Regions from separate parts of the Mus musculus genome. Here regions 2, 3 and 4 are each linked to region 1. The links are chromatin contacts, called in public HiChIP or PLAC-seq and promoter capture Hi-C maps. All regions are on one chromosome and are shown on one strand. Each heading gives the region's core, a stretch centred on a gene start, on an enhancer-like site or on the middle of the called end of the contact. The rest is flanking DNA. Distances are from core to core; before and after follow the strand shown. Region 1 holds the start of Donson (downstream neighbor of SON). Region 2 holds the start of Dyrk1a (dual-specificity tyrosine-(Y)-phosphorylation regulated kinase 1a). Region 3 holds the start of 2410003I16Rik (a long non-coding RNA gene). Region 4 holds the start of Morc3 (microrchidia 3).

Region 1 (7,208 bases), core at 1,431-3,930:
AGACTCTGTCGTCCTGATACCTGCAATGTGCAGACACGCAGACACACACACACACACACACACACACACACACACACACACACACCCCTTCCTCTCAGGCTCCTTCATTTCAGACTTACCTGTATACTCTGGGGTAAAGTCACTTCTGTTGCCCTACAATGCTGGACAAGTCCTTGGGCTTCTTCCTGTGCTTTCAGATGATCTGCCCAGGAAAAGGGTTGAGAAGAGGTGAAAAGGAGTCGGGTTTTAATACTCCAGTCCACAGGTAACTCAGTACCATCTGACGACCAAGTGTCCGATTCAGACAACGATACACGTTGACTCTTAGGAAAACAAAGAACACAAAAATTACTATTTCAAGGAAAACCTTTTAATAAAGACTTATCAGTTCTACTCCTGTTTGCTAAATGTCAAAATTTATGAATGGTCTAATATTAAAAATGGATTATACCTGACAAGTCGAGAGGGAGGAAAACTAAGCTATTGAGAGGTCTCAGAGCACAGAGATGACTCACTGGGTAATAGCACGTGCCACTAAGCCTGACAGTTTGAGTCGGAGGAAGAGAACTGACCCGAGAGGACATAAGTGAATAAAGCCAGGTGGGGCGGGGCTGGAGGGTCCTGGCTCACTTCTGAGTTTTCATATTTCTATACTACAGACAGCAAAGTAGAAATGTTTCCAGTACCCATCCTCTACCCCCCAAGAGAGAGTTTCTCTGCATGGCGCTTGCTCTCCTGGAACTCACTCTTATAGACCAGGCTGGTCTCAAATGCAAAGATCCACTTGCCTCTGCCTCTAAGCCCACTTACATTCTTAGTATTTAAAAAGTATCTTGTAAGGCTCAGAACTACTGAGACAATAGTATAGAGACAACAGCTCTTTCTTTAGGCTTAGCCATCTTGGTAGAACTTTTAAAGGGTTTTAAAAACATTACCTTCAGTTTTAAAAAAAATACAAAGAAAAAACAATTATAGTCAACTAGCTGCACAAGTCCGTATTGTCCACTCCAGAAGGACTTCCTTAGGGAACATCATACAAAGATCCTGTCAGAGAAGCTGACTATGTGAACACTAGCATGAATCTTGGGCACTCTCAGCCTGTTCCCAGTGGGGAAAAATGCATCTACCTGTAACTATGAGCAAGGGAGGGCAGACTGTTTCTCAACTTGTGGGAAGTGTTGAGCTTGATCCCCAGCACAAAGCAGGCTTTGGCCACCAGAGCCCATGTCTAGTATCAAAACACCTGTATAGAAATAATCACTCTCAAGTTTCTCTTTTCTTCTCAGAGAAGGTTCTCATGTGTCCCAGGCTGGCCTCAACTGTCTCTGCATCTGAGGATGCTATCAAAGGCCTGGCAATCCCTCCTTCACTCCAGTGAGACAGCTCTAAGTGTACAGCATCATGTCCCATGTAATTCATGGAATTCCTGGGGATCCAGCCCTGAGGTCTTTGAACATTAGGCAAGCATTTTACAAACTGAGGTTCAGTCCCAGACTTTGAATTCATTCCTGGAACTCATTTTTTCAAGAGAAAAGCTTTTGAGAAGTATGTTTATTAGAATATACATTATATTCAGCCCTTTGAAAGTATTTCCTAGAGTGAGCCATTGAGATGGCTCAGAAGGTAGAGGCACTTGCTTCTGGCCTGCCTGACAACCTGAGTCCAATCCTTCTACTCACACAGTGGAGGGACTGGCCTCTACACACACAATTGTGGCACAAACTAGAAATGTAATTTTTAAAAGTACCTGGGACAGTTCCGTGCCAGTTCTTTCATGAGATGATGTGTCCTCCCACAGCAAGTTATTTTCTTCATTAGAATCTAGAAGCTGAGGTTAAGAAAAGAGTGGTCCTTTTAAAACCTAAGCGATGAGGGAATGTGAACTATGTAAGGGCTCACCTGGCACACCAGGTTCTCAGGAGAGTGAGTGGGAGCTCACATCCATACAGTACCATGTTTCATTGCAGATTTGTGCCTGAACTTATCTAAACGGGAGGAAAGGCCAGACTTTGACGCATTTAATAACTGATACAAAAATCTTAGACCAAAAGTTCCAAAAAAGCTTTATGAGTAAAACCAACATTTGTAAATTCTGACCCGATTTATCTTCAACAGTCCACAGTAATTTCAAGTGCCTGAGAAAAAGGTCTTGAAAGGATGGTGAGAAGGCAGATTCTGTGGCTTTCCATCACAGTTCGGAGGACTATTCGAGCCACCTTCCTGGGTATCCATCCCTAAGTCCTTCTTACAGGAGAGGGCAGCCACCCCCTCCCCCGCCCCAGCTCAGGACATCAGCCTGCGGCGGCTGTTCGCGCCCATTCCCACCCCTGACGCCCGGCTGCGGGACGCGGAGACTCACCGGGCCCGACGCCCCCTGAGGACCGCGGAGCGGCTCTTCGCTGGCCTCGTCCGAGACTCGCGGCCGGTTGTCCAGGCGAGCGAAAGGGTTCCTGCGGGCGATGGTCGCGGCGGCGCCTCCTCTGCCGCCGGCGGTCGGGAAGGGGCGCAAGGGCAGCCCAGCCGCCAGCGCGGCGCGGCGGGGCGCGGGCTCCGGCAGTGAGGCGGGCACGGCGGCACCATGGTCCCGAGACCTTTTCCGGCGGAGCCGCACGGTCTCAGGCGGCCTCTTGAAGCTAGGCGAGTAGCCGGGCACCGAGACAGCCATTGCGCAGCACCGAGGCAGCTCCGCAGCCCTGCCGGGGCTTCCCGCGCGCCCCGGCCCCGCCCAGACCCCGCGCTGCTCACGGACTGGAGGCTCCTGAGGCCCCGCCCCGCCACGGGCCCGCCCCGACGGAGCATGCGTGCCAGGCCGTGCCGCCCCGCCCAACAGATTTCCCGGTGGCCGCTTCCGGCCGGGCGCGCGCAGCTCGCGGCTCTCCTGCTGCGAGGTCGGCGTCGCTGAGAACGCGACGGCGGCGCGCGGCACCCGGTAGGGCTCGGAAAAGGGATTAACAGTACCAACTCGGCAGCGGGCGTAGTGTCAGCCCCGGGTACGGAGCATGAATGCACAGCAAACAACACATTGATTGGTGGTGATGGGCAGTTACTTCTCTCCGTGAGAAGCCGCAATATCATTCTGAGAGAGACGGTGATGGGCCGAGCTCAACACAGTACCCACGAGGGGGAAATGTCCGCCAGCTTCAGGCTAGCCGCAGGCCAACTCTTCCACCCTTGTCCCCAGTGCCCGACCACCGCAGCCCTCTATGCAAATGCCGTCACTACTACAGGACCAGGTACTATGATTCCGTATGATCTCGGAGAAATTCAGAGTGAATGAATATTTAAAAACATTTTAAATGCCAGTGGATTAGATACTTTGAAGTCGGAAAGTACAAATGCTAAAATAATGGCATCAACGGTTTGTTAAGGAAGGTGTTGAGAATGAAGTTGATAACAAAATCAAATGACGTTTGGTATAGCAAAAGCATGTGACAGATGTATTTGCTAGAATAGTGTAGCTTTTGCTGAAAGCAGTTTTCTTAATGGAAAGAATTTTATAGCAGAGGCAAAGTGTACAGATACAATAACTAAAAGAAGCTTTTGGAATGTCCCCTTCAGATGGTAAAAAAATTATCTGGATTGTTTGCACATTAATTTTGGAAGTATTTTTCAAATATGTCAAATAACCAAACATCTTACTGTGGCAGGAAAACAGGCTTAAAAATATAAAATCTTGCTTTATCGTCCTTGGTTTTTCTCAACAATTTCCAAAGAAAACTGGCTTCCCCCACTGGTGTGGGTGCATCCGACTGAGATCAGGGAAGAGAATTAAAATTGAACGACTTGCTTTTTTCTTTCTTGATTTTTCTGAACAACTTCCATGGAAACCTTTGCCTCATACAGTGGGATGGGCTCATCGAGCAGAGGCCTGAGGAGGGAAATGATTCGAGATGTCAGGCACAGGCACAGAGGAGCACAGCACGCAGGATGCAGTAGACCACACATTTGCTTATTTTCCTTTATCTAACACAAGCAGCTCGAGCCTTTAATCCCAGCACTGGCGAGGCAGAGGCAGGTGAACCTCTGCAAGTTGCTGGTCAGCCAGCCTGAGCTAGATAGCTATCTTAAAAAGAAAAATCCAAACAGAAATTACAAATGCATTCATTAATATTTCTGTGGCTTAAAGAAGTAGTAATTTCCCCCCTTTTCTTTCTTTTTTAAAACTGGGTTTGTCTTGTTAGCTAGCCCAGTATGGCCTCAGACTCATGACTCTTAGCCTTCCAAGTGCCTTGAATACAGCTGTGTGCCACAACACTGGGCTAAAAGTGTTTAGGTTTTGAAAGAAAAAATATACTACTCAGTCCCTTTATCTAATTCTTACTTTATAATTGATATAAAATCCCAATTTAAACAACCTTGTCAAGCTCTGAATTATTTCAAATTCTTTGGCTAGAGGGGAAGGAGAAAGGAGAGACACACAACAGAATGGGGGTAGGGGTGTGGGGGAGAAAAAGCACAAGATCCTCTCTCTGTGGCAATCCTCACAGGTGCACAAGCAGACACATTTTGAGAAACATGAAAGAACAGCTATTTGTCTACAGTGAATTAAAAAAAATATATACAAGTACTAGATATACCATAAAATTGGAATGAATACAAACTCTTTATGTCTTTGAGAATTGAAAAATGATGATTTAGTTTTTTGTTTTAGCATACCTGAAAACACCAGCTGATAACTTCTCCATCACATCTTTTAAGATACGTAAATGGAAGGATTGTTAAGGTTCAACTTAGCAGAGAGGGGTAAAGAAACCATTCAAGATGCTGGGCAGGACTCCTTTTTCTTTATATATAGCTTTGCACTTTCAAATTCAAAGTGGCACCACAGCTACTAAAACTGTCAGTCACTGCTAGAGCAACGGGATGATTAGCAGTATCTGAGGTGTGACAGGAACACAAGCGCTGGAAGGCGAGTGGTAAGGACAGCCAGCCAGCCAGCCAGCCAGTCAGCACGGAGCTGGTCAGGGGTGCCATGGTCTTCTTCACTTAAGCATTATGCACGCGGTATAGTCAGCATTTCAGCTCTCACAGGGAGTTAACATTCATCAGTTGATCCGGTTGGTAACAGGTTCAACTTGTTTCCATAAATTCTTTTATTTGTTTCAAAAATGAGAAAAAAAAACAAGTTAATATGCATCTATTTGTGGCAGTTTTAATGAAAAATGTCCCCCACCGGTTCCTGAGTCTGAAGAATCAGCCCCGGTTGGTGTTAGAGAAGTTATGGAGCCTTTAGAAGGTGCATCCTTGTTGGAGGAAGCGCTTCACCGGGGCAGGCTTTGATGGTCTATGGCCTGGCCTCATCCCTGCTTACTGCTCGCTCTCTCTCCCTCTCTCTCACCTATCTTGATGACAAGGCTTCCCAGCCATTATGGAACTGTAGGCCCAACTGAACCCTTCCATAAACTGCTTTTGGTCATGGTGCTTGCCGTAGCAACAAAAATGTAACTAACATACTATGTTACTAGCAATCAATAGTATATCCATATTAAGAAAAATAACAATAAATAAGAAGATCTGGAGAGGGGCTGGAGAAATGGCTCAGCAGTTAAGAGCACTGACTGGCCGGGTGGTGGTGGCACACCCCTTTAATCCCAGCACTCAGGAGGCAGAGGCAGGCGGATTTCTGAGTTCGAGGCCAGCCTGGTCTACAGAGTGAGTTCCAGGACAGCCAGGGCTATACAGAGAAACCCTGTCTCGAAATACCAAAAAAAAAAAAAAAAAAAAAAAAAAAAAAAAGAGAGAGAGAGAGAGAGCACTGACTGTTCTTCCAGGGTCCTGAGTTCAAATCCCAACAACCACCTGGTGGCTCAAACCCATCTGTAATGAGATCTGATGCCCTCTTCTGATGTGTCTGAAGACAGCTACAGTGTACTTACATATAATAAATAAATAAATCTTAAAAAAAGAAAAAAAGAAGGTCTGGAGAGAGGCTCATTGGTAAGATCACTTGCTGTATTTGTAAAGGACCCAGGTTTGGTTCCCAGTTCTCAAGTGAGCCATAAGTGTCTGTAACTCTAGTTTCAGGGGACCTGACACCCTCTTTTGGTCTCCTTGGACACTAGGTACACAGACATACACATAAATAAATAAATAAACTTCTAAAAAAAGTTCCATTATGATACTTATAAAATTAAACTGTAAGCATTTAGGAATATTTTATGCAGTGGCACCATCATAAAAGTTAAGTATGCTACCAATTTAGGTATCAGGTAATGCCAGGTTAAAAGCAAAAGAAAAATTTCCACTTGTCTCATTCTTTATCTCCCATTCAGAAGGGGTTAGACCCTGTGGTGTGATTATGACTCTGTCTCTTGCTCCCTGCACCACTGGGCACCCAACAGTAGCCTCTCACCTGTGAAATGGAGCTACATTACTCAGGCATCATAGACTTAATGTTTAAATGAATACAAGATACATGTCACACTGTCAGACAGACTCAAGGAAAGTTCACAGCTAATTATCATTTCTTATTGTTACATTGAAAGAATTTATGAGTACAAGGCAATTCAAAGCTAGCAATTCAAATTCAAGTCAGTACAAAAAAAGGATATAAAGATATTTTCCCTGTTGTGCATTTGACAAATTCCAAACTTCATCATTAAGGAAAGCCACCGTTGCTCCCTTGAGGAAAAGGCAGTGGCTATCTGGAGGATCCAACTTTATAGAAGAGACAAAGACAAAGCAACCACTATTAAGTTGAACAGCACAAAGATGCTCAGACTACAAAGTCTTTAGTACAAATTAAACATTGTAGGAAGCATAGCACTTGCTACAAGCTTAAACAGCCAGTAGTTACCTGCCATTAGTTAACTCTTAGGTTTCCTTCTCTATGCTGTGATGAAGTAGATAGAACAGGGCAGTTGCAGGGCCGATCTGGCATCTGGGGGAGATGGGGTAATGTGTTTGATAGCTTCTCTGTGTGCCTTCTGCCCACTACTGTCAGGCACCTTTGTCTGGACTGGTATATTATTATAGTACTTATATATTAGCTATGATATAAACATTCAATTAGAATTCTGTTGAAAAATATTTCCTTGGGAGGTAATTCATCTATATAGACATACAGGAATATCAATTTGGGTTATAAAATTATGATAGTATTATTTATAATTATTTCATTACAGTTATAAGGTTACTGGAAAGAAAATTTTTAGGGTCTGGGAGATGACTCAAGCTACCAATGTAGTTGTTGCATAGACACAAGGACC
Region 2 (7,208 bases), core at 1,861-4,360, 2.9 Mb after region 1:
TTCCACCTACTCAACCTAATGGGTTTAAAATAGTGCAGCACTGAGATGATCACTAAACGGGATGCAGGAGCCAGGAAAAACCTTGTTGGCACCTCAACTGGGTCTCTATCACAAAGGAGGTGCAGACTGGACAGCCGGGATACATCTGTCCTTGGCCAGGGTTCAGTAGTCTCCAATTTTCCTTGGTTTTCCGTCCCTTGCCACTGGTTTGTTGTGTCTCTATGTCCAGCTTGCTTTAAGGACATTGGTCATTTCGAATCTGGATCCAGCCCAAAGACCTCATTTTTTGACTTGATGACCTCTGTGAAGATTTACAACACTTTGGTGTGGTGGGAACACTGAGTTGCAAATACACTTGGATTTGAATCCTGTCCTCACTGCTCACAGGTAGTGTCACACCAGGGTGTCACTAGTCACCTGTCTTCTCTCTGTAGAATGGGCTGGGTCATTTTCTGCGGGGACTGGGTGCTCTAGAGCAGGCTGGACGGCAGTGACTGAGGCTAGGGGGATTGTCTTTGCTTTTCCATGTTCTCAGGTAGGATTCTCACGTAAAACCAAAGTTTTAATTTCTGTATCCAGGCACAACTAGTTGGTGCTTCTTCCAGAGGCCACTGCGTCCCTTGGTTGTCACAGGCCATAAATGTGCAGGCCACTTTATAGGTGACATCCATATCCAATACTTGATAGCATTCCCAGCCCAGACATGACAACTCATTGACTGGTGTCAGGTAAGGCTGCCATGGTACGGGTTTGGGAGAGGGGTCCGTCTCTTAGATACAGGGATCAACACTGCCTAAGCTCGAGTGTGCACAGCCTTCAGACTTTGCCTCACACGGAGTGGCTTCCAGCTTGAGCTCTTCCTTGACACCCTGTCATAGATGGCCAGTGTTACCCAGGTTTCCCCTTTACCAGCTTTCAAACATTTGATGGGGATTTTAGTTTTTAGCGTTGTGCTGGAAAAGAATATCTGGTCAATGGGGTGAGAAGCCTGGAGGTGAGGCAGGAGGAGGAACTGGAGAAAGCTTGTGTTTGGGAAGGACCTGGTACTAACTTCTGTGTAAGGGACACTCTTGGACACTTCAGTTTCTTCAGATTAATTACATTGTTTGTGGACTTTAATTAAATTATATCAACAGGGCAGCCAAACGTATGTTTGTCAGACGCTGGAAATGTTTTATATCCGAGGCAGTCTAAAGCAACTTACTTTCCTTCCTGTGCCCTAATTTACTTTAGTTTTTGCCCCCCCCCCCTTTTTTGTAAGTTGAATAGGTGCTTTAGTATATCAGTGGTGTGCTAACTATAGGAGGTTTGTTGGAAATCACCGAAGCCAAGTGTTTCCTAGGATCATACTGCACAGAGACCAGTATTGACTGGTGTTTTTACATTTGTTTATAAGACTGCATCTGTTGCAAAGAGCTTAAGCAAAACGTCAACACCACTATGGTAAAAACCATGTGTAGAAATAAATCCAGTTACTTTTGGTGTGCAACAGTGTATATACTTACACACGAAAATATCTTTATGTATATCCTTTTAAGCTACTAGCTAACGCCATTATTTTAGAATAGGTACAAAATACAATTTTAGCCAGTAGCTGTCTCCTAATTACAAAGTAGCCAGCACAGGGGACTTCAGTGTCAATGGCCCGAGAGGACACCCAGCAGTATTTAGCCAGGCGGAAGACAGTAGAATAAAAAACAAAACAAAAAAACCGAAAGGCAGAATTCCGGTGAAGATTCGACGGTTAAGGCCAAGTGGGCAAATTTAAGAATCGGGAAACCGAGGTGACTTAGGACAGGTAACAATAAAAAAAAAAACAAAAAACAACCCCCCCCCCCAACCCCCTCCGAAAGCCCTGGGGTTGGCGCTGGCTGGGCATTCCGATGGAGAAGCCGGGGAACCGGCGCCCGGGAGCGTGCCCAGCCTGGAAAGTTTCTGCGCGGCCCGCGCGCGGGCACGGTCCGAGTAAGGTGGCGGCCGCGCGCCTGCAGCCGCGGGCGTAATTCCGGAGGTGAGCCGGACGCCAGCGATCGTCCAGGCCTGCGCGGGCCCGGTCGGGATAGGGGCTCGCGACGGCGGCCTCCCAGGGCCGCGAGGTGGGCGGCTTGCCCTCCGCTTCCCTTCCTTCCCGGGCCGCGCGGGCGGGGCTGCGGGCTCGCGGCGCGGGAGCGCGCTGCGCCACGGGGGCGCGCGCTGGCCCGGCCGCAGTCGGCGTGGGAGCGAGCGCGGGGGCGGGGCGAGGCGGCCGCGAGGCGGCAGGCGCTCGCTCGCTCGCTCGCGCACCGGCAGGCCACCGCCTCGCCCCCGTCCCTTCCCTTCCCTTCCCTCCACTCCCCTCCCCCGAGCGAATCACGCGCCCTCCTCTGACACTCATAGCGGGCCCGAGCTCCGAATTTATCCTTCACGTGACCTGAGGGGGGTTGGGTGGTTGGCTGGGGGACGGAGGAGAGAGGGGAAGGAGGGAACGGAATCTGCCGTTACCCGAGCAACAGGCCCCGCCCGCCGGCTTGGGGCCGGGAGGGGCGGGCGGAGGACGTCAGCACGTCAGCCGGGGTTTTGCGTTTTGATTGACAGTTGCTATAGCGACCGGGTCGGTCCGTCGCCATTTTGTTGGTTGGTTTTTTTTTAAACCCTTTCGCTTCCCGCCCGAATAATAATAAAAAGCCCCATTGGAGTGAGGCGGGGGTGGCGGCGGCAACCGCGGCGGGGGGATCCGGGGAGACTGCTGCCGTCGCTGCTGCCGATCGCGGCCCAGGTCGGGCTGAGAAAGCGGACTCCCCGAGCGGGGGTGCGGGCGCCACCGCCGCCGCCGCTTGTGCTGCTGTTCCTGCTGCTGCTGTTGGTGCCGCTGCCGCTGCCGCCGCCGCCGCCGCCGGCGAGCGGGCGGGACCGGTGTGAGTGTGAGGGAGCGTGTGCGAGGGCGAGTGTGCGCGCGGTGAGTGTGCGCGAGTGTCTGTGCGGGATCGGGGGCGGGCGGTCCGGGCTCTCCTGGCGGAGCCGCCGCCGCCGCCGCCGCCGCTCGGGCCCCGGCGCTGCTCGCTGCGCAGCTTCGGAGCGCGCGCCATTTTGTGAGATTTACAAAAATCCTCGTCGGGAAGAAGCGGCCGGCAGCGGCCGCCACTCGGCGCCCGGCCTCGCCGCCGCCGCCGCCCTCCGCACCGGGCCGGGCCGGGCCCCGCCGCCGACACTCGGGGGCCCGGGGACTGCGGTATTTGCCGGGGAGGGGCTGTCGCCTGCCTCCCCGGCCGCGGGCGCCGCCGGCCCCGCCAGCCCGACGGACCCTGAGCCAGCGCGGCTGCGGCGCGGAGCCGGGACGCCGGGGGCGGAGAGAGGCGGCCGGGGCGGCGCTGGCTGCGGAGGCCGCGGCGGGAGCGCGGCGCGGGAGCTCGAGGCTGAGACTCACCGGAGGGAGCGGCGCGAGCGCCCCGCCATCGTCCCGGTGAGTGTCCGCCCCGCCCGGCGCGGCGCGGCCCAGCGCGCGGCTTCTCGGGGCCTGCGAGCCGGGCTCGCCAGGCCTCAAGCGGAGGGAGGGAGGGACCTGCCATCTTAGGAGCGAGCGGGCGGGCGGGCGGGCGGCCCGGGGCCCGGGGAAGAAGGCCTCGTCCCCGAGGAAAGTTGCGGCGGGTGGGACCCGCTGCCTCGGGCCGGGCCGGCGCCAGACCTCCACTGGCTGCCCGGGCGCAGGGGAGGAGGCTGTTCTCCTCCTCCTCCTCCTCTTCCTCCTCATCCTCTGCCCCCAGCTCCTCCCTCGTCCCTCCTCTCGGTCCCCACCGGCGTGCGGAGCGCCGGGGTTCTGGGCAAGGACAATGCACGGGATCAGAAAATGGGGCTGGCGGCCGGGAGGCGAGGACGCAAGGCCCGGCCGGGCCGGGCCGGCGAAGGTCGGCAGCCTGCTGCCTGCGAGGCCCAGTGGGCCCGCGCTCGGGCCTGGGGACCTGGTGTGCTCGGAAGTCGGGCCGCGAGCGCGGGCCACCCAGGGCACCGGAGGGGCCGGGGTGACCTGCATAGCAGCGGGAGGAGACTGGAATTAGAATGGAGACCTGTGTATCGCCTCAAAACTTCAACATCTATTTATAGGCTCAGACCCACTCAGGCTCCAGAGGCCCCAGAGCTGCTGAATATCAGCACTAAGCTAGAGGCCCCTCCCTACCCCGAAATAGTTAAAAATGGCAAAATTCGTGAGTCAGTGACTCCAATGACTTGTCTTGTCTTTGCCCAGCCCTAGATTATGTGACTCCTGTCGTCGAGGTGCAGCATCGTTTGCTTCTTGAGTTCTGCCAAATCCCAAGAAAATATTCCTTGTAACTGTTTGCACACTCATAGATTAGTGCAAGGCCTTTTATATATTACCTCGAATAACCTCCCAGTTGGAAATGCTGCCCATTTTACAGATGAGCAGACTGAGCCTAGAGGTGGGCAGTGACTAGTCCAAGGTCATACAGCCAGTACTCCAGGAGGCCTATGTCAGTTGTTAGCCTGGCTTTCTGTTCATTGGCTCCTAACTTATTATTAAGTACTGTATGATGACTCAGGGCTGTAACCTAGACTGTTTGGGTACAGGTTTTGGTAGAGTTAATTTAGGGTTTGCAGAAGTACAGTTTAGATGAGCCCCTGTAATGAAACTTGTCATGCCCCCCCCCCCCCAGGTAAACTAGTCTGTTTTTCAGTGGAAGAATTGAAACCACTGGTGCATTTTGTTCTTTGCGTTTAACTGTTACAGTGTAGAGTTCTTTTTGCGTATTGATAAGTCATAAAGTTTGGTGTGAAGTTATTTTTTATTTAAATACTTACATTTCTCTTTTGACACTGTACTTTGCACGTTAAGAATAACTATTAGGTATTTTGATTTGAGATGTTAATGTAGTGGAATTATCTTACTTTTTGTTTGTTAAATTTTTTTTAATTGTCTTAAAGAATTACATTTTTAAATAGACTGTAAGTGGGAGACAGGAGCTCAAATTTCACTTGTCAAGGTTTCAGAGGAATAGTGGTTAAGAAGATTTATTTGCATATGTGGATTTTCAGGGTGCTTGTCTTACAGCACCCTGCCCTTCGGAGCTTCTGCCCTAGCACGGCGGTGGTGTCTGTGGTACTGTCCAAAAAGTTAAAACTCTTGTCAGCGTCTATACCAGGTACTCTGTAAAAATGGCAACAGAAAGTTTGTATTTACCTCAGAGAGGCATAAGCTCAGAAATTGTTCTAGAAGGGCTGCTCCTGTGTCTGTAAGGCAAGGACACACATTTTGTATTCCTGGTGGATGATGAAGATTTTGTTGTCTTTTGAAGGAGCAGAGTTGAAGGGATGGTTGTTATCTGTAAGGATAGGAAACTGACTGACTGAGCCAGTGGAGCTTCTTGAAGACACTTTGGTGTGTGACCTGTTAAAATTGTAACCTCTATGCTCTGTGCTATGCCACTGCTATGTGCTAGGAGTTGAAAAATAAAATACCATTCACGAGAACATGGATAGTCAAAAAGACCCTTGGCTAGAGAAGTCTCACTTGAGAGTTCTACTCTGTCACTGAGTTTTCTTCGTGGCTGGACTCCTGTGCTTGTGACTCACAGATGGGAGTGACTGACAGTGTGACAAGTCTGTGCTGTGCAGTGCAGTGACTGAGGGTAAAGCTAAGATGGCTTGTTTCAGACATGGCATGAATTCTGTCATGGGTGTTATTATGTAACTGTCAAGGAAAGAAATACTGTATGTGTTTACTTTGGGTATTACTTTAAACCATTTTTAATAGAAATTTAAATAGCACAGAGATGTTACAGAGTTTATGGTTGGCAAATGTCTGTTCCAGAAAGAAATTTTGTATAGAATCTTGGATGACCAAGAATCATTTTGTACTGCAGGACATAGCTACATAGTATACATAGTTGGACTCCTAGAGGGAGGGCGGGAGGGAGGGAGGGCTTCATTTCTGAATCTCTTGCTACTTGGGGATGCTCTTGTTCGCACCTGCCAGCCAGTGTCCCTCTTCCCAGTAACTTCTCTTCTACCTCTCAAGAAGGAGCTTAGCCCTCAGACCCAGCAAACACCACAAGTTTCCAGAAAGTCTGTCAAGAACATGGCTCAGCACTTGCAGCTGTTAGTTTTAAGAATTCTGTGGTATTTCTAGACAGTAACTTGGCCCTAACACTCTATTTTGTGTTGAGTGTTTTGGTGGGTTTCCTCCATTTGTACTTGTCTACTTTCGACTTGGGAACAGATCTCTTGCTTGGACATAACAGACAGGGTCACCTGTAACTTCACAGTTTGCCTGTCACAGCTGTAGGACCAGAGTAGTAGTGTATGGAGTGGTATGTCTTCTGAAGGCAGGGACCCTGTGCTGTCCTACCCATTGTCATGTTTGATGGCAAGACAGTCTGTGGGAACTCATAACCCAGTGCTCGCATAGGGTGGGATTACAAAATATGGGGATTAAAAATTGGTGTTTAATTACTTGGAAAAACTTATTAAATTATTTTAAGTTACCTAAAGTTGTCCCTAAATGAAGGAATCTTTTGAAATTATGCTTCACCTCAACTTCATAATGTTAAGCTGTTGAGTGTAAAGTCTTCTGTTGGGTACGTGAGAGTTGAATGCAGGTTTCATGTAACTAAAATAAAGGTTCACATTAGCTAGTGCAGGCAAGTGTTATTTTTAAAATTTTAGTTCATATTGACATATAAAAACAAAATTTGACTTGGAAGTACATTGTATTAAACAGCTATGCTTTTTAAAGTTATATTTTGGCTTTGAAATTCTCATTTGAGCATTCTGTAGTGAGTTACAGTTCTTGGTTGAGAGACAAACCTAACGTTGGACATCTAACCTGCTGTGGGTCTACCAAGGCAGATTTGTGCTGACAAGGAGCCATGCTGGATTCTTGGCAGTTAGTTCTGAAGAGATGCCATTTTTCTCAAGGATGATTTTTTATGTATGTTATTATTGTTAATAAACTAAAATTTGACAAGAAATACTTTTTGACTAGGGATATGTGTGTGTGTGTGTGTGATATGCAGGAGTCATGTAAAAGTCATGTCTTGATGAGTCATTTCATCATACAAAATGGAAATCTCATAATTGAGACACTTTGCTTGGTGGGAACCTGCTGTGATGGTTTGAAGTGGTATGAAACCAGCGTAGAGAAGGAAGGCATCAACTCTTCTTTAAACAACATTGTCATAGTCACACAACCCCTAGCTTTTTTTCTTCCTTTTTTTTTT
Region 3 (7,208 bases), core at 1,871-4,370, 2.3 Mb after region 1:
GCTGCGGGACCCTGGTCTGCTCTTTTGAGTCTCTCAGCCCTAACTTACCCCAAGCTTAGCTGTGATGGATCCTGTGATACAGAGATCATGAATGTGTCCTTTGCTGAACGTGAGTTTCTACCTCACGTCGCCTGTCTATACCATCTTACTTCATCTCAACCTCGGCTCTGTGAGGTGAGGACTGACTTGTTTCCATTTTACAGGTGAGCGGCAAAGGAGGTTAAATAGCCATTAGAATCCAGATGGCTCGGCCTCCAGGACCCTTATTCTTGGTCGGGGTCCTGTACAATTTCAGGGCCCTTCCAGCAAAGGAGAACAAGCCCGCCAGCATCTGGCTGCTGCGGTCATGTTTGTTAACAGAGATGGCCCTGGGATTGGAGGCCTTGCTCACGGAGAACCTAAGCAACGTTCGTCAGCGTAGACATTATCAAACACAAGTCACATTGGTTTATGGATCATTAACTAAACCTCTGGGTTTAAACCTGGTTTTAATTCCTGCCTGAACAGAGAAGCTGCCTTGCTGCTGGGGTACAAATAACTTCACCACCCCCTTTCCAGTGAGATGACCCTCGGATGAGTGTCTGTGCAACTCATCAGTGGACATTACGGTGAGACATCAGTGGAGAGTCTCAGTCACATCAGGTTTTCTGTTTTCTGGACCCAATCTGGCCAGCAATGGCCATGAAAGCCAAGCCAATATAACCCAAATCAATCCTTCTATCTCCATGTCTTTCTCTGGTCTTCCCTTGAGCTCGGCTGGATACACTAATGGCTGCAGGTTCTAGGTACCCATAATCACTTACTAAAGCAAGTCAGAGAATTAATCACCAGCCTGATCTGCTTCACCGAGACATGGGTTCTCCTCCCTTCCCTCCTTCTGTGTCTTTCCTCTCTCACCTTCCTCCATCCCACCGCCCCACCTACAATTTGGACTGTCCGTGATGGGGAGAGAGACACAAATACCCAACCAACGTCAGAGACGGTACTCACAGTGTTGACGCGTCCCCCTCCGGGTCCAGAACTATATCCAGGTGCCTGTCTGGAACTCCACTTGAACATCTTATGGGGTTTCTTGCTCAGGTGCCCCTGGCTCCTGCTTCTGCCTGGCAGGTTGTATGAACCACAGGGCAAGTTTCCCCAGGTCACCTTTCCCACCAATCAGATCCACCTGACTTTCCTCTCCTTCCCAAGGCTGCTAGAAACTTTGCTGGTGCCCAAGATGCTCGGGCTTCCCACAGCCCCGGCCTGAGGCGCACCTAGTTTCAGCTATCAACGCTGCCCTTTCAGAACATGCCATTCCGACTCTGTCCTTTTTAAAAAGGGGCCAGTGTCTCGCTCAGCCGGCTCATAAAGTCTCTGTTCTCCTAACAAAAGGCCAATCGAGTCCTGAGAGCCTTTCCCTGACGTCTCTGCAGCTCAAATGACCTGTTTTCTTAGGCCTCATTGTTGCCCGTCACCGCTGGTGACACTTGGTGTCCAAATTCAGAAGAAAGCTCAGATTGAGAACAGTACTAAGAAATGGGAAAATAGCCAGAGGAAAGTCAAGGCAGTGAGGCGGTTCCGGGAAGAAATACAGTTGGTGGAAGGGGTGGCATCGATCGATGGATCGATGATTGTATTAGAGAAGGATGAGATCAGAAGTGGCCAGAGAGGCAGCTCTGTCCAGGTGGCAAGAAGAAACGCACACACAAGAAGTGTCTCCTTAGGTGAGTGGGGAAGACACAGCAAGGCTGAGAGGGAAAGACAGAGAGACTGAAAGTAAAGATTAACTTGTAAATGACTTTATTGCCAGGGGAATTGTCCCCCATCACCTGGTCACTGCCCAGGTCACCTCCATGGTGTGTTCATCTCCACTGAAGCCTGGGGTCTAGATAGGTCTTGTCCAGCAGAAGACAAGACTCACATTAGTCCACACTTGCTTAAGGCTGGGCATGCACACTGCTTCCCGTTTCTTCAGCCACTCGGTCTACCTACTACCCAAGCTTATCAATACCACATGCACAAGACACTTTGGTATAAGAGACTCCACCCTGGCACCAGGGAAAGGCAGGCAGATTGTGAAGCTAAGCAGCCTGCAGGCACACGGGCCAGCTGGGTCCCAGCTCTGTTCCCCATTATGAATGACCTTGCATATGTGTCTTGTGCCTGTTTTGATCTTTAAAGTGAGCTTAGAAATACTGACAGACAAGGACCTGGAGAGTGCTTCGTGGGTAAACTGTCGTGCAAGCATAAAGAAAAAGCTGAGCATGGCTATGCATGCCTGTCACCCCCGGGTGGGTGGGTGCAGGGAGACAAATTCCGGAGCTCGACCAACCGGCAGCCAAGCTGGCTCAGTGAGAGACCCTCTCTCAAAAAGTAAGGTGGCTAGCAACTGAGGGGGACACTTGATATTGATCTCCACAGACAGCGCACAGGTGCACAGGCTAGCTGAGGAGCACAGACTAACTCATACATGCACATATACTAATTAAAGTCCCTCAGAGAGTCAATAGTGTGGTTCGACTTCAAGACCATTCCCTAAACAGAGTACCCCCTTGGCAGTGGGTTTTTTTTTTTTTTCCTGTCTATTTAGGTCTCCAGCTAACGAAATGAGGCCACCTACATCATGGGCATAATGCCCTCTGCTGTCTACTGTATCGATTTAACTGTGCTGGCTAGTTTTTATGTCAACTCAACACAAGCTAGAGTCACCTGAAAGGAGGGAGCCTTGATTAAGAAAGTGCCTCGGTAAGATTCAGCTACAGGGGATATCTTGATTAGTGATTGATGGGGGAGGGCCCAGCCCATTGTGGGCGGGGCCATCTCTGGGCTGATGGTCCTGGTTCTATAAGAAAGCAGGCTGAGCAAACCATGGCGAGCAAGCCAGTAAGCAGCACCCTTCCACGGCCTCTGCATTAACCCCTGCCTCCAGGTTTCTGCCTGCCCTGAGACAGAAACAAACATTCTCACAGAAACATCCAGGATAACTTTTGGACTCATATCTGGATCATGCCCAACCAAGTTGACACACAGAATGAACTGTCCCCAAGGCATGTTTGCCCATGTGACCCCAATAACGAGCTCTATGCTTGTTTGTCTTTAGGGACCGTGTGTTTAAGGAAACAATTTCTTTACTGAATGGTGCTTCATTTGGTAGACCATTCTTTGGGACTGTTGTTCCTCCCAACACCCTCTGGGAACTATGTGCAACGGCAAACAGCTGAGAAGACAAGGAGGCCCAGGCTAGGTGGCCAGGCAGGTGCCTGATGCTGCTGAGATGACAAGGAGGCCCAGGCTAGGTGGCCAGGCAGGTGCCTGATGCTGCTGAAAAGACAAGGACTCTTCCCCACCCCACCTCACCCATGTTAGGTGGCCAGGCAGGTGCCTGACACTGCTGTCCTCTGGGGAGGTGTAAAATTTCCATTAGAAAAATGCAAGGAGGCTGGCCCTGGTGGCACAAACCTTAAATCCCAGCACTCAGGATGGAGAGACCGGCAGATCTCGGAGTTTCAGGCTAGTTAGAACTACGCAGTAAGACCCCGTCTCAAAAACAAACAAACGAGCAAGAAGACGAAAAAGGAGGAGGAAGAGAACTAAGGTGAGGAGGAGAAGAAGAAAGGAAAAAGGAACGCACCAGGCAAACGGGAAGAGGGTGAGCCGGTGCAGCAGGCCCTCGAGGACTGACCACGGTGTGAGATGGATAGCAGGCAGGGTGATGGATGAAGACACCAGCCTGTAGCTAGCTTGAAGAAGGGGCAGACATATATCTGAGCTATAAATCTCAGAAGGAGAAGCAGAGATTAGGAGCGAGAAACAGGGGCTGAGCTGTGCTTTCTGAGTGAACACACTGAAGAAGGGGGAGATTTGCACCACTGCAGCAGACTTTTTTTTTTTTTTTTTTTTGTCTTTTACTCTGAAGTGCCAAGAACTGGAAGAGGAAGTATGTTGCTGCGCTGCAGAGTTGCCGTGGCAATGGGTCAGCAGCAGAAAGAAACAGGTTGGGAGAAAGGCTCCATTTCTGCGCGGGGGTAGGGGGGGTAGGGGACAAGGGGGGGCTAGAGGGGGCAGGAGACAGGATGAGGAACAGATGGGGAAAGCAGTCACTGAAGTCACAGAGGCAGCAGGAGAGTGAAGTAAAAACCAGGCTGGATCGTGGGGGAGGGACATGAGGGGGGGGGTGATGTCGGGGCGGGGGGTGCAGAAATTACACCCAAAGTCAAATGTGGTCCTCAGTTTCTGCTCGCCTCCCCCTTCCCTACCTATGCGTTTCAAGGCATCCTAGTGTGTTTTGTGAGGTTTCTTATTGCTAATCCGACATTCACCACTTTGTCTTTGACCCAGGTTCTGCCCTCAACAGACCATCTGTTAGGAAGGGACCTTAAATCTCCAAGAAAGGAAGTCTCTAGAGATAGGACATTCCATTCTGTTGGAGTTTAAATTTGGTCCCAGAGCAACAAGACCTGCTTTGGAGCCTCCAAACCTCAGGACTCCACAGTTCTCAAAAAGACAGCCGAACGGCTTCCTGGAATCCCGTGTGAGCTGTCAGCTCTGCAGCAGTGTAAAGATGCTGGAGCATCCTCCAACCGCAAGCCAAGGACCACAAAGCCTTGCGTATCACCTTGGCTTTCTTACAGTGAGTGGGTGATTGAAATGACAGACTCTCAGCCCATGTGCTTAACTGCTTGAGGTTAGACCTGGGGAGACTGGGCTAAGGGAGAGATGATGCAAACCCACTTACAAGGAGAATGGCCTTGAGTTCTGAGTGACCTTGGGGTGGGCAGCCTGGTCGTCAGAGTAAGCCAGTGGACTTTATGTCTTTTTTTTTTTCTTTTTCTTTTTTAATTGGACATTTTCTTTATTTACATTTCAGATATTATCCCCTTTCCTGGTTTCCCCTCCGGAAAAGCAACCTCCCCACTCTTCCCACTCACCAACCCACCCACTCCTGCTTCCTGGTCCTGGCATTCCCCCACACTGGGGCACAGAGCCTTCTTAGGACCAAGGGCTTCTCCTCCCACTGATATCCGACTAGGCCATCCTCTACTGCATATGCAGCTGAAGCCATGAGTCCCACCATGTGTGCTCTTTGGTTGGTGGTTAGTCCCGGGAGCTCTGGGGGTACTGGTTAGTTCATATTGTTGTTCCTCCCATGGGGCTGCAAACCCCTTCAGCTCCTTGGGTCCTTTTTCTAGCTCCTCCATTGGGGACCCTGTACTCAGTCCAATGGATGGCTATGAGCATCCACTTCTGTATTTGTGAGGCACTGGCAGAGCCTCTCAGGAGAGAGCTATATCAGGCTCCTGTCAGCAAGCACTTGTTGGCATCCACAATAGTGTCTGTTTTTGGTGGTTGTTTATGGGATGAATCCCCAGGTGGGGCAGTCTCTGGATGATCATTCATTCAGTCTCTACTCCATACTTTGTCTCTGTAACTCCTTCCATGGGTGTTTTGTTCCCCTTTCTAAGATGCATTGAAGTATCCACACTTCGGTCTTTCTTCTTCTTGAGTTTCATATGGTTTGTGAATTGTATCTTGGGTATTCCAAACTTCTGGGCTTCTTATCACCACTTATCAGTGAGTGCATATCATGTGGGTTCTTTTGTGACTGGGTTACCTCACTCACGATGATATCCTCCAGATCCATCCATTTGCCTACAAATTTCATAAATTTATTGTTTTTAATAGCCGAGTAGTACTCCATTGTGTAAACTTACCACATTTTCTGCATCCATTCCTCTGTTGAGGGACATCTGGGTTCTTTCCAGCTTCTGGCTATTATAAATAAGGCTGCTATGAACATAGTGGAGCATGTGTCCTTCTTACATGTTGGGTATATACCCAGGAGAGGTATTGCTGGGTCCTCAGGTAGTACTATGTCCAGTTTTCTGAGGAACTGCCAAACTGAGAGGACTTTGTGTCTTACAGAAAAAGCTCTCTGATCAAGGTGTGGCTGAGACTGGAGAGCATGGGTGTGGCTGAGACTGGAGAGCATGGGTGTGGCTGAGACTGGAGAGCATGGGTGTGGCTGAGACTGGAGAGCATGGGTGTGGCTGAGACTGGAGAGCATGGGAAATATCCAGGCTATGTGGCTTCAAAGGTGGCCAACTCTGGGACAAGTTGTTACTCTTGCTATCCTCCTGCTCCGGATCAAGGACAGACTGAAGAAAACCTGGGTTTTGCTTCATTATCTTTCTACACAGGACACCCCTTCTGCCTGCCGGGTCCTTCAGAAGACTCCCCGGAGTCCCCTCTCTATTCGGCTGCTTGCTGGTGAAAAGGTCAGCTTAGGAACTTTGGGAAGGTCATGGAACACTTGCCTCTACAGAAGGGAGAGGCCAATTAACATTTCTCAGACCACAGGGCGGGAACTGACCTGCGGGTGGGGACACATTCCTCAGGACGGACTGTTGTCCACCTTCAGACAAGGGAAGTCCTTGTCACCTCATTCCCTAAAGACCACTCAGTTTAAAGGGTGCACTGTTCCGCCAATCATCTTGTGCCTAGTTGCTGATGCTCTATTCTGCCCCTGGAAGCCATATAAAAACTTGCCAACTGGGTGCTGGGGTTGCCACCTCTTGTTCGGGTCTGGGTTGACCCCAGTGCACTGGAACAATAAATTCCTCTTGCTTTTTGCACCTATCCTGGCTCCGCGTGATTCACTCGGGGGTCCCCGGAAAGCTAAGGCTCCCCGGAGTCTTACACTGGCAGTGCTTGGGGCTCCTTGGTTTGCACAGCAACTCTCCTGTCTCTCTGGTCTGAGTCCAATCTCCTCTCTTCATATAAGAACAGCAGTCACATTCGCTTATGGCCACCTACATCCCCTGTGGCCTCACTTAACTTCCTATATACCCATCAAGGTCCTATTTCCAAATCAAGTCACAATCGGAGGCTCCACGTCTACATGAATTTGGGGGAAACTATTCAAGCAAACATAGCAACTGAAGGTAAAGAACAATAGAGTGGTTGGGTGGGGTGTCACGTGCCTTTAATCCCAGCACTTGGGAGGCAGAGGCAGACAGGTGGCCTGGTCTTCATTGATCTATATAGCAAATTCCCAGCCATCCAGAGCAGCATAGTGAGATCCTGCCTTAAAAAAAAAAAAAAAAAAAAAGCCATTTTAATTCCCATATCCTATTTACTTCCCAAAACTACATCGAAATGCTCTTGGCATTCTGGAAGCCTGGTCTAGCCTGGTCTCTGGTAAGGACAACATCAGCAGTATCTGTTGT
Region 4 (7,208 bases), core at 3,088-5,587, 2.1 Mb after region 1:
CTCTGCTGTACGAATAGGAATGAGTTAATTATCACCAGGAAACAACCCCCCCCCCACACACATACCACCCACCCCCCCACCCCCAGCCCAAACTGTGCTGTGCTTAAATAAACTTCCTGGTGTCAGACTTTGGAGTGTGAACACCAGCCAGTGAGTGGACTTCCGTTTCGCCTCTTACTCTCTGCTGGCTGAGACCCCATGAGCACACCATCATATGGCACAGAGTATGACAGCAGACAGGCATGGCATGGCACAAGCGTGAAGCAGAGAAAAAGAGTTAAAACCCCAAAGCCCCCCCCCCTGCCCAGTGACACACCTCCTCCATCCTTCCCAAACACTTCCACCAACTGGAAACCCAGTATTCAGACTATGAGCCTACTACTCTTATTTCAACCACGACTCAGTTCTTTCCTTCCACCACGTGGGTCCTAGGTTACAACTTAGGCCATCAAATTTGTTGACAAGTATCCTTACCTGCTGAGCTGTGTTACTACTGAGCTGTCTTACTGGTCCAGTTGCCTTTGAACTTAGGTCCAAAGAGGCAGGCACACCTAGCAATGGAGCCGCATGGCAGAAATGGGTGAGGCTTCAAAGAAAGAGCAAGGATGTTCTGAGGGTCCATCTATTAAGAAAGGAAAGCACTTCCAAGAATAGGGGTGGACTACTGTGGTGGTACAAATGAAAATGCCCCCCACATGCCATTAGGGAGTGGCCTTGTTGGAGTGCATCACTGGGGGTGGGCTTTCAGGTCGCAGATGTTCAAGCCAAGCCAGTGTTCAACTCTCTTCCTGCTGCCTGTGAATCCAGACGCACAACTCTCAGCAACTTCTCCAGTACCACGTCTGCCCGTATGATGCCGTGCTTCCCACCATGACAACGGACTAAACCTGCAAGCTAGTCTTAATTAAATGTTTTCACTGATAAGAGTTGTGGCCATGGCTTGTATTCTCAGCAATAAAACCCTAAGCCAACTATAGAGAGAAAGCAAAAACCTCTGAGACAGGAGACCTATGACCCTTACAGCATGTTTGCAGAGCACCTATCCCCGGATGTTATGACGCCCAGATGAGGAAGGTATTCCGTCTCCTCTCCTACATGCACTTTTATTTGTATGCAAGAATGTTCGTCTGCATGTATATATTTGCAATTTGTGAATGTCTGGTACCTTGGGAGGTCAGAAAAGTGTGCTGGGTCTCCTGGACTGAAGCTATATCTGTGAGCTGCCATATGGATGCTGGTAACAGAATCCTAGACTGTCTTCTGCAAGGCAGCACATACTCCTAACTGCTGAGCAGTCTCTCCAGCCCTCCTCTGTTCGCACTGACACAGCTCCTTTCAGTGTCTCCTACTTGGCTCTGTCACAGAAGGCCTTTCTGCAGTGAGGAGATGTTCCTTCATGTCTCCTCAAGAAAGAAGAATTGGGACAGGGACCAGGTCATGAAAAGCCCATCGAGTCTTCACTAGTACACTGATATTACATTTTTAAAAATTTTTTATGATTTATTTATTATATGTAAGTACACTGTAGCTGTCTTCAGACACACCAGAAGAGGGCATCAAATCCCATTACAGATGGTTGTGAGCCACCATGTGGTTGCTGGGATTTGAACTCAGGACCTCTAGAAGAGCAGTCAATGCTTTTAACCACTGAGCCATCTCTCCAGTCCCACATTCTTTTTTTTTTTTTTTTTTTTCGAGACAGGGTTTCTCTGTGTAGCCCTGGCTGACCTGGAACTCACTTTGTAGACCAGGTTGGCCTCAAACTCAGAAATCCGCCTGCCTCTGCCTCCCGAGTGCTGGGACTAAAGGAGTGCGCTACCGGCTTCAAGTCCCACATTCTTAAAGCGAACAGAATTCATGAATGGAGAGGTGCCCGATGGCTAATAGCGCTGGCGGTTCACGCTGAGCACCTGTTCCGGTTCCCAGCCCCCATAGGGCAGCTCGCAAATCATCTGTAACTCCACTGTAACTCCACTTCCAGAGCTTCTAACAGCTTCTTCCGGTCTCTTCAGACACTGCACACGTGTGATGCACAGACACGCATTCAGGCAAAACACTCACATGCACAAAAGAAATAAACTCTCACAAAGAATAATGATAATTTTAAAAACCCAAAACAACAACAAGCCGAGACCAGGTCTGGAGAAATGGCTCAGAGGTTAAGAGCACTGACTGCTCTTCCAGACGTCCTGAGTTCAATCCCCAGCAGCCACATGGTGGCTCACAACCATCTGTAATGGAATCTGATGTGTGTCTGAAGACAGCGACTGTGTACTCAAATAAATAAATCTTAAAAAAAAAAAAAAGAGTCGATTTCTGAGACATGTCCTGATATGAAGTCATTACGCTAAATTTGATAAACTAGTTGTTAGGCTGGAACCCCTGCTCAGCCCCTGCACAACCTGGGAAACCCTGTCTGCCCTCCTTCCCCTGACCCCGCCCACACAGAGAAAACTCCCCCTGCGATTTAAGAAAAAAACTCCAGACTAACATGTCATCACTCTGACTGGGAGCTGCCCACACACGGGGTCTTTTTGACTATGTATAGGCACAATCCCAGACGTCATCACCCCGCGCACAAGACCCATAAACCCCCTTGCTTTACCCTGGATGTGCGGCTTAGATCACTGAACCCACCCAAGAGCTGCCTCCTAATCAACCTGTCTTTATTTACTTTTAATCTGATCTAAATTGGCCTATATCTGCCTCACCAAGGGAGAGAAAAAGCCTACCACGTGTCACTACATATTTCATGATTTCACTTAAATCCATGCAGAGTTGCATGGTAGTCATTAGGGGCCGAAAGGGGAGAGTGGAAGATGGATGGCTGCATTGACCTCCATTGTGGGAACACACTGAACGCCCCTAATCTGACCTTTAAAAGGTGAAGTTTACGTGTGTTTAACAACAATAAACAAACAAAATACTGCAGGGAGGTGTGGTAGTGATTCACATCTATAATCCCAGGATTTAGGAGATAGAGGCAAGAGGGTCAGGAGTTTGTCAACCTCAAGTACAAAGCAGACCAGCCTGGGTTACAGGAGGCTCTCTTTCAAAAAGAAAAACAAAGCGATTATGTGGATCTCAAGAAAATGTGGCGAGACAGGCTTTCCTCAGCTGCATCCCGTGGGGAATCCTCTTCCCTGATGAACAAGTATTTGTCCCACCCTAGGCACTGTTTTCCCCGCAAAGACAACCAGACTCGGATGAAACAGGAAAACAAGGCTGACCTGCTTGTTAATCCTGTCAACTTGACAAGATTTAGAATCCCCATGGGAACAAACCTCTGGTCAAATCCACAGGGGAGTTTCTAGACTAAGCTATTTGCAGTTCAGTGGAGAATTTGCGCAGCCTGGGCTGCTGACACTCTCTAGGTTGACTGCACGGCTCACTGACCGGCCATCATGGTTCAACTGTCTTGACAGCCACCTGTTCTGCAAGACTAGACACCAGTTTTGCTTATCTTGTGCCTCTTATTCACTCTTAAAAACAGTGAATACCACAGGTTTTAATTTTACATCCCCTTATTAATTTAAAAGTATTTAAGTTTTTACAAGCCTACAGTTAAAATATGAAGAGAAAACACAGTTGACGTGTAGGAAAAGGAGAGGATCCATCCCATACTGTAGTGTTTAATAGACAGCGGTCTATAATAAAGGATACTAAATTGTTTATCAGCAGAAGATGAACTGAACTTTTTTTCGTTTTGTTTAGTTTTTTTTTGTTTTTGTTGTTTTTTTTTTTTTTTTTTTTTCGAGACAGGGTTTCTCTGTGTAGCCCTGGCTGTCCTGGAACTCACTTTGTAGACCAGGTTGGCCTTGAACTCAGAAATCTGCCTGCCTCTGCTTTCCAAGTGCTGGAATTAAAGGCGTGCGCCACCACTGCCCGTCTGAACTTTTATAAATAAAAATATGACTATCGTTAAGACTGCAGTAAATACTCTTGCAAATCTTTTAACCTTCTCTTTACTTGTACTATTTAGCATCCCTTTCTTGACTAATTTCTACATGCTACTCGCTGCAGTACCGGGCTCCACACACACTGAATTAACGTGTCCGTGCGCTACCACTACCAGGATAAAAGCTGATGATTTTCAGGCAAACCCAAAAAGTAATTATTTTCTTCATTTTGTCCTGTAAGATTCCAGTAACATCATTACCAGCGGCCATGGATTACACTTTTGCAGTGCGATTTTCATCAGAGTTTGCCTAGCTTCTACACATCATTCTTCGCGCCAATCTTCAATCTCAAGGTCCAGCTACGCGAGGCGAGGAGCTCGCGCCCGCCCGCTCACCTACGCATGCGCCCAACGCCTGGGTCCTGCGCGCGCAGCAGGTCAGGCCCGCTCGGGCAAGCCTCTGCTGAGAATCCTAATTCGCCTTTGCCCGAGGCGGAAATGAGTGGGTGTGGCCTGGTGTTGTCGGTTCCGCCCCGGAAGTGGGCGGGGCGTTGAAGCCCGCGGCGGACTCGTAGCCTCCCAGTCGGGCTGCGGCCGAGGCCGGTCCTGGCTTTGTAGCTCACTCAAGATGGCGGCGCAGCCACCCACCGGGATCCGCCTCAGCGCGGTGAGCAGCCGCGAGGGGAGGAGCGGGCCGGGTCCCAGGAGGGCGGGCAGGCGGGCCAGCCAGGAGGTGGCAGTGGGCGGCGGCGACTCAAGGGCTGGCGCGGCGGCCGGGAGGTCGCGGCGGGGCCAAGGGTCCGCCGCCATGTCTCCTCGCTCGGAGGAGCGGCTGTAACGCGCGGCCGGTGCGCTCGCGGCATCTCGGGGCAAGCCGAGGCGGCCTCCCTCCCTCCCTCCGGCTCTGCGGCGCCCGACAGCTGTTGTGGGAGCCGCGCCCTCCGCGACCCGCCCGCCCCGGGAGCAGCCGCCGGGCCTCGTCGGGGCGGCGTGGGCTGCGGTGCAGCGCGGTTCCTGCACGCGTCCGTCCCTGTCGGTCCCGGCTCGGAGGAGCGGAGGCTAGGACTCATCTCCTCCGCTTGCTTGGCATGCCCCTGCCTTTTCGGGCCGAGCCCATTGGTGGCAAACCCTTTGGAGGTGGCTGGGAGTGGTCGCAGAAAAGGACTTACACTTTCGGGTCCAAAACATTGTGGGCGTGGCTTCACCTGATGATTCCTGCAAAGTTTTATTCTCTGCCGGCCCTGAGGTCTTAAGCGGGGAAAGTTACTTCCTTGATGTTTGAAGGATGGCTGCGGTGGCCCATGCCTGGCATCCCCAGCGCTCGGGTGACCGAAGCAGGCAAATTCTAGGACAATTTAGGGAGACAAGGGGAAGTCCTGTCTCAAAGGCAAAAAAAGCGGTACTACTGTGTTATGTAATTTCGTTGGCGAGCGGTAAGGATTTCCGGAGGTTAAAGCACCTCCCGTAGGTGCTCTTCAAGAATGCAGGTCTCCGTCCATTCATTAGGCTACTTCCGTCATTTGGGATGTGATAGCCCCAAGTGTGCATGAAGTGTTACCTAGTTTTATCGCGTCTGCCTTTTTTTTTTTTTGTGAGGTTGAGTATTCTTCACATTTTTTGTTATGTTTTGTTTTAAATTGCCTGTTAGTACGGTTTCCCCCCACACAGTTTATGTGTGTGTGTGTCTTATGCACCTGAAGATGAGGACTTCTGAACCCTCACTGCTAGTTATGAGTTGGCCCATGGGGTGCTGGTAACTGAATCCTGGTCCTCTGTAAGAGCAATTTGTGCTCTTTTGTTTGTTTGTTTGCTCTTTTGTTTGTTGACAGGGTTTCTCTGTGTAGCCCTGGCTGTCCTGGAACTCACTCTGTAGACCAGGCTGGCCTCGAGCTCAGAAATTCGCCTGCCTCTGCTTCCCGAGTGCTGTGATTAAAGGCATGTGCCACCACTGCCCGGCGCCAAAAGAGTTCTTATTCCCAGGATAGTGATAGAAATTATCCTGTGTCAATTATGAGTGACTAAGGTCCTGGAACAGGATTTAGATTCCTGTGAGTAATGGGGGTGGCGGTGGTGGTGAGTGTGTGTCTTGGGTTACCCAACAAGTGGCTGACTTCCTGATTGCCAGGCAAATGTTCTTTATGTTGCTGTATCCCCAGCCTTATAGAAGTCCTAAATCATACAACAAAATAAATGCATAGATGAGTACATTTGCAGAAGTACTGGCTGGAGGGGTCAGGTAGCAAGCAGGCAGATCTTTGCTGGGCCCAACAATACATTTGAGAGTTTTACCTAGCAAAGGGATGCTAGGTCAAATACAGAGTTGATGGTAAGTAGCTCTTAAGAGAGACTAAGAAGTCAGGCCTTGTGGTACATCTGTAATTTTATCCACTGTGGAGGCTGAGGTAGTAGGACTACAAATTCAAGGCCTGCCTGAGCTACAGAGTGAGTTCAAGGCCAGCCTAGACAACCTGTCTCAAAATAAAAAGGAAAGAGGACTGGGCTGTGTTTCAGTGGGAGAGTACTTGCCGCCATGTCTGGGGCCCAAGTTCAACTCCAGCACTTGAGGGCACTAAAGATAGCTCAAGAGAATTTTGGCTGTCATACAACATTCCATTTCTCAATCATGATGTTATGGTTAGCCAAACATATACAAGATCCTCAGTACAGATGGACCTTTAGAGAACTTCCATTCATGACAGTTAGCCTTAGGTGTTGCCACAAGTATTTGAAGTCTCTATTTTGGGTCAGGGATATATCCCAGTGTAATATAGCACACACTTAGCATGTGCTACGGCCCTTGGTTCTACTGCAGTACCAAAAATAAAATACAAATGCTATTTCTTTAAAAAGCTACATCCAAGTGACAAGGCGTAATATAAGCCCAGCACTAAGAAAGGTGAAGTGAGAGGATCAAGAGTTCCAGGCCAGCTTATACCATTTTCTTGACCCTTTACTCAATAAGAAAGATAAGCCACAGCCTAAAGAGAACTCCCAGGTTGAGTCCTGATCAGTAGAAATGGGTGAATTACATGTCTAATTGGTTCTGCATCTGAACCTTTTTCCCTCCTTACATATTGCATTCTCTGATTCTTCAAAGTTGAAGGGCCAGGAAAACGGCTCAGTTTGGTAAAGTGCACTCGGTGAAATCATGAAGACCTTAGGTCAGGTCCCCAGCCCCCAGGAACGTGTCTATAATCTCAGCACTAGGGAGGTAACTGACTGGATCTCATTAGCCAGCCAATCTAGACAGACTAGTGAGCTCTAGGTTTAGTGGGAGACCCTGTCTCAAAAATAAGACTAGTGAGATCGA

The links. Promoter capture Hi-C pulls out the DNA fragments that hold promoters and counts their contacts. HiChIP or PLAC-seq counts read pairs in DNA pulled down with a chosen protein or histone mark.
Region 2: a promoter capture Hi-C map of pre-B cells shows a contact between it and region 1, with 3 times the contacts expected there. The contact joins the promoter of Dyrk1a here to the promoter of Donson in region 1. A contact is called at or near these places in 4 of 39 promoter capture datasets (erythroid cells, liver, neutrophils and 1 more) and 1 of 115 datasets of contacts at active chromatin or transcription factors (large pre-B cells).
Region 3: a contact with region 1 is called in a promoter capture Hi-C map of embryonic stem cells, with 4 times the contacts expected there. The contact joins the promoter of 2410003I16Rik here to the promoter of Donson in region 1.
Region 4: a contact with region 1 is called in an H3K27ac HiChIP or PLAC-seq map of embryonic stem cells, with 6 times the contacts expected there. The contact joins the promoter of Morc3 here to the promoter of Donson in region 1. A contact is called at or near these places in 6 of 39 promoter capture datasets (the 3T3-L1 cell line, hippocampal neurons, liver and 2 more), 3 of 115 datasets of contacts at active chromatin or transcription factors (astrocytes, embryonic stem cells and large pre-B cells) and 2 of 9 other capture datasets (adipose tissue and liver).

The regions. Positions count from the first base shown.
Region 1 is chr16:91,686,048-91,693,255 of GRCm38.p6, forward strand. Donson (downstream neighbor of SON) reads right to left here and starts at 2,681. Exons shown (of 10, transcript NM_021720.1): 1 at 2,360-2,681; 2 at 1,748-1,828; 3 at 120-323. The coding sequence starts at 2,665. Cryzl1 (crystallin, zeta (quinone reductase)-like 1) reads right to left here. Exons shown (of 13, transcript NM_133679.2): 11 at 6,552-6,657; 12 at 4,657-4,702; 13 at 3,275-3,868. The coding sequence ends at 3,769. It overlaps Gm10785 (predicted gene 10785), which reads left to right and starts at 2,851. Exons shown (of 6, transcript NR_040389.1): 1 at 2,851-3,233.
Region 2 is chr16:94,567,096-94,574,303 of GRCm38.p6, forward strand. It overlaps Dyrk1a (dual-specificity tyrosine-(Y)-phosphorylation regulated kinase 1a), which reads left to right and starts at 3,111. Exons shown (of 12, transcript NM_007890.2): 1 at 3,111-3,439.
Region 3 is chr16:94,007,535-94,014,742 of GRCm38.p6, forward strand. 2410003I16Rik (a long non-coding RNA gene) reads left to right here and starts at 3,121. Exons shown (of 4, transcript XR_003951876.1): 1 at 3,121-3,577; 2 at 3,899-3,976; 3 at 4,321-6,923. It also overlaps a transcript of Cldn14 not described here.
Region 4 is chr16:93,827,784-93,834,991 of GRCm38.p6, forward strand. It overlaps Morc3 (microrchidia 3), which reads left to right and starts at 4,338. Exons shown (of 17, transcript NM_001045529.3): 1 at 4,338-4,565. The coding sequence starts at 4,527. It overlaps Gm30881 (a long non-coding RNA gene), which reads right to left and starts at 5,309. Exons shown (of 3, transcript XR_876266.3): 1 at 5,068-5,309.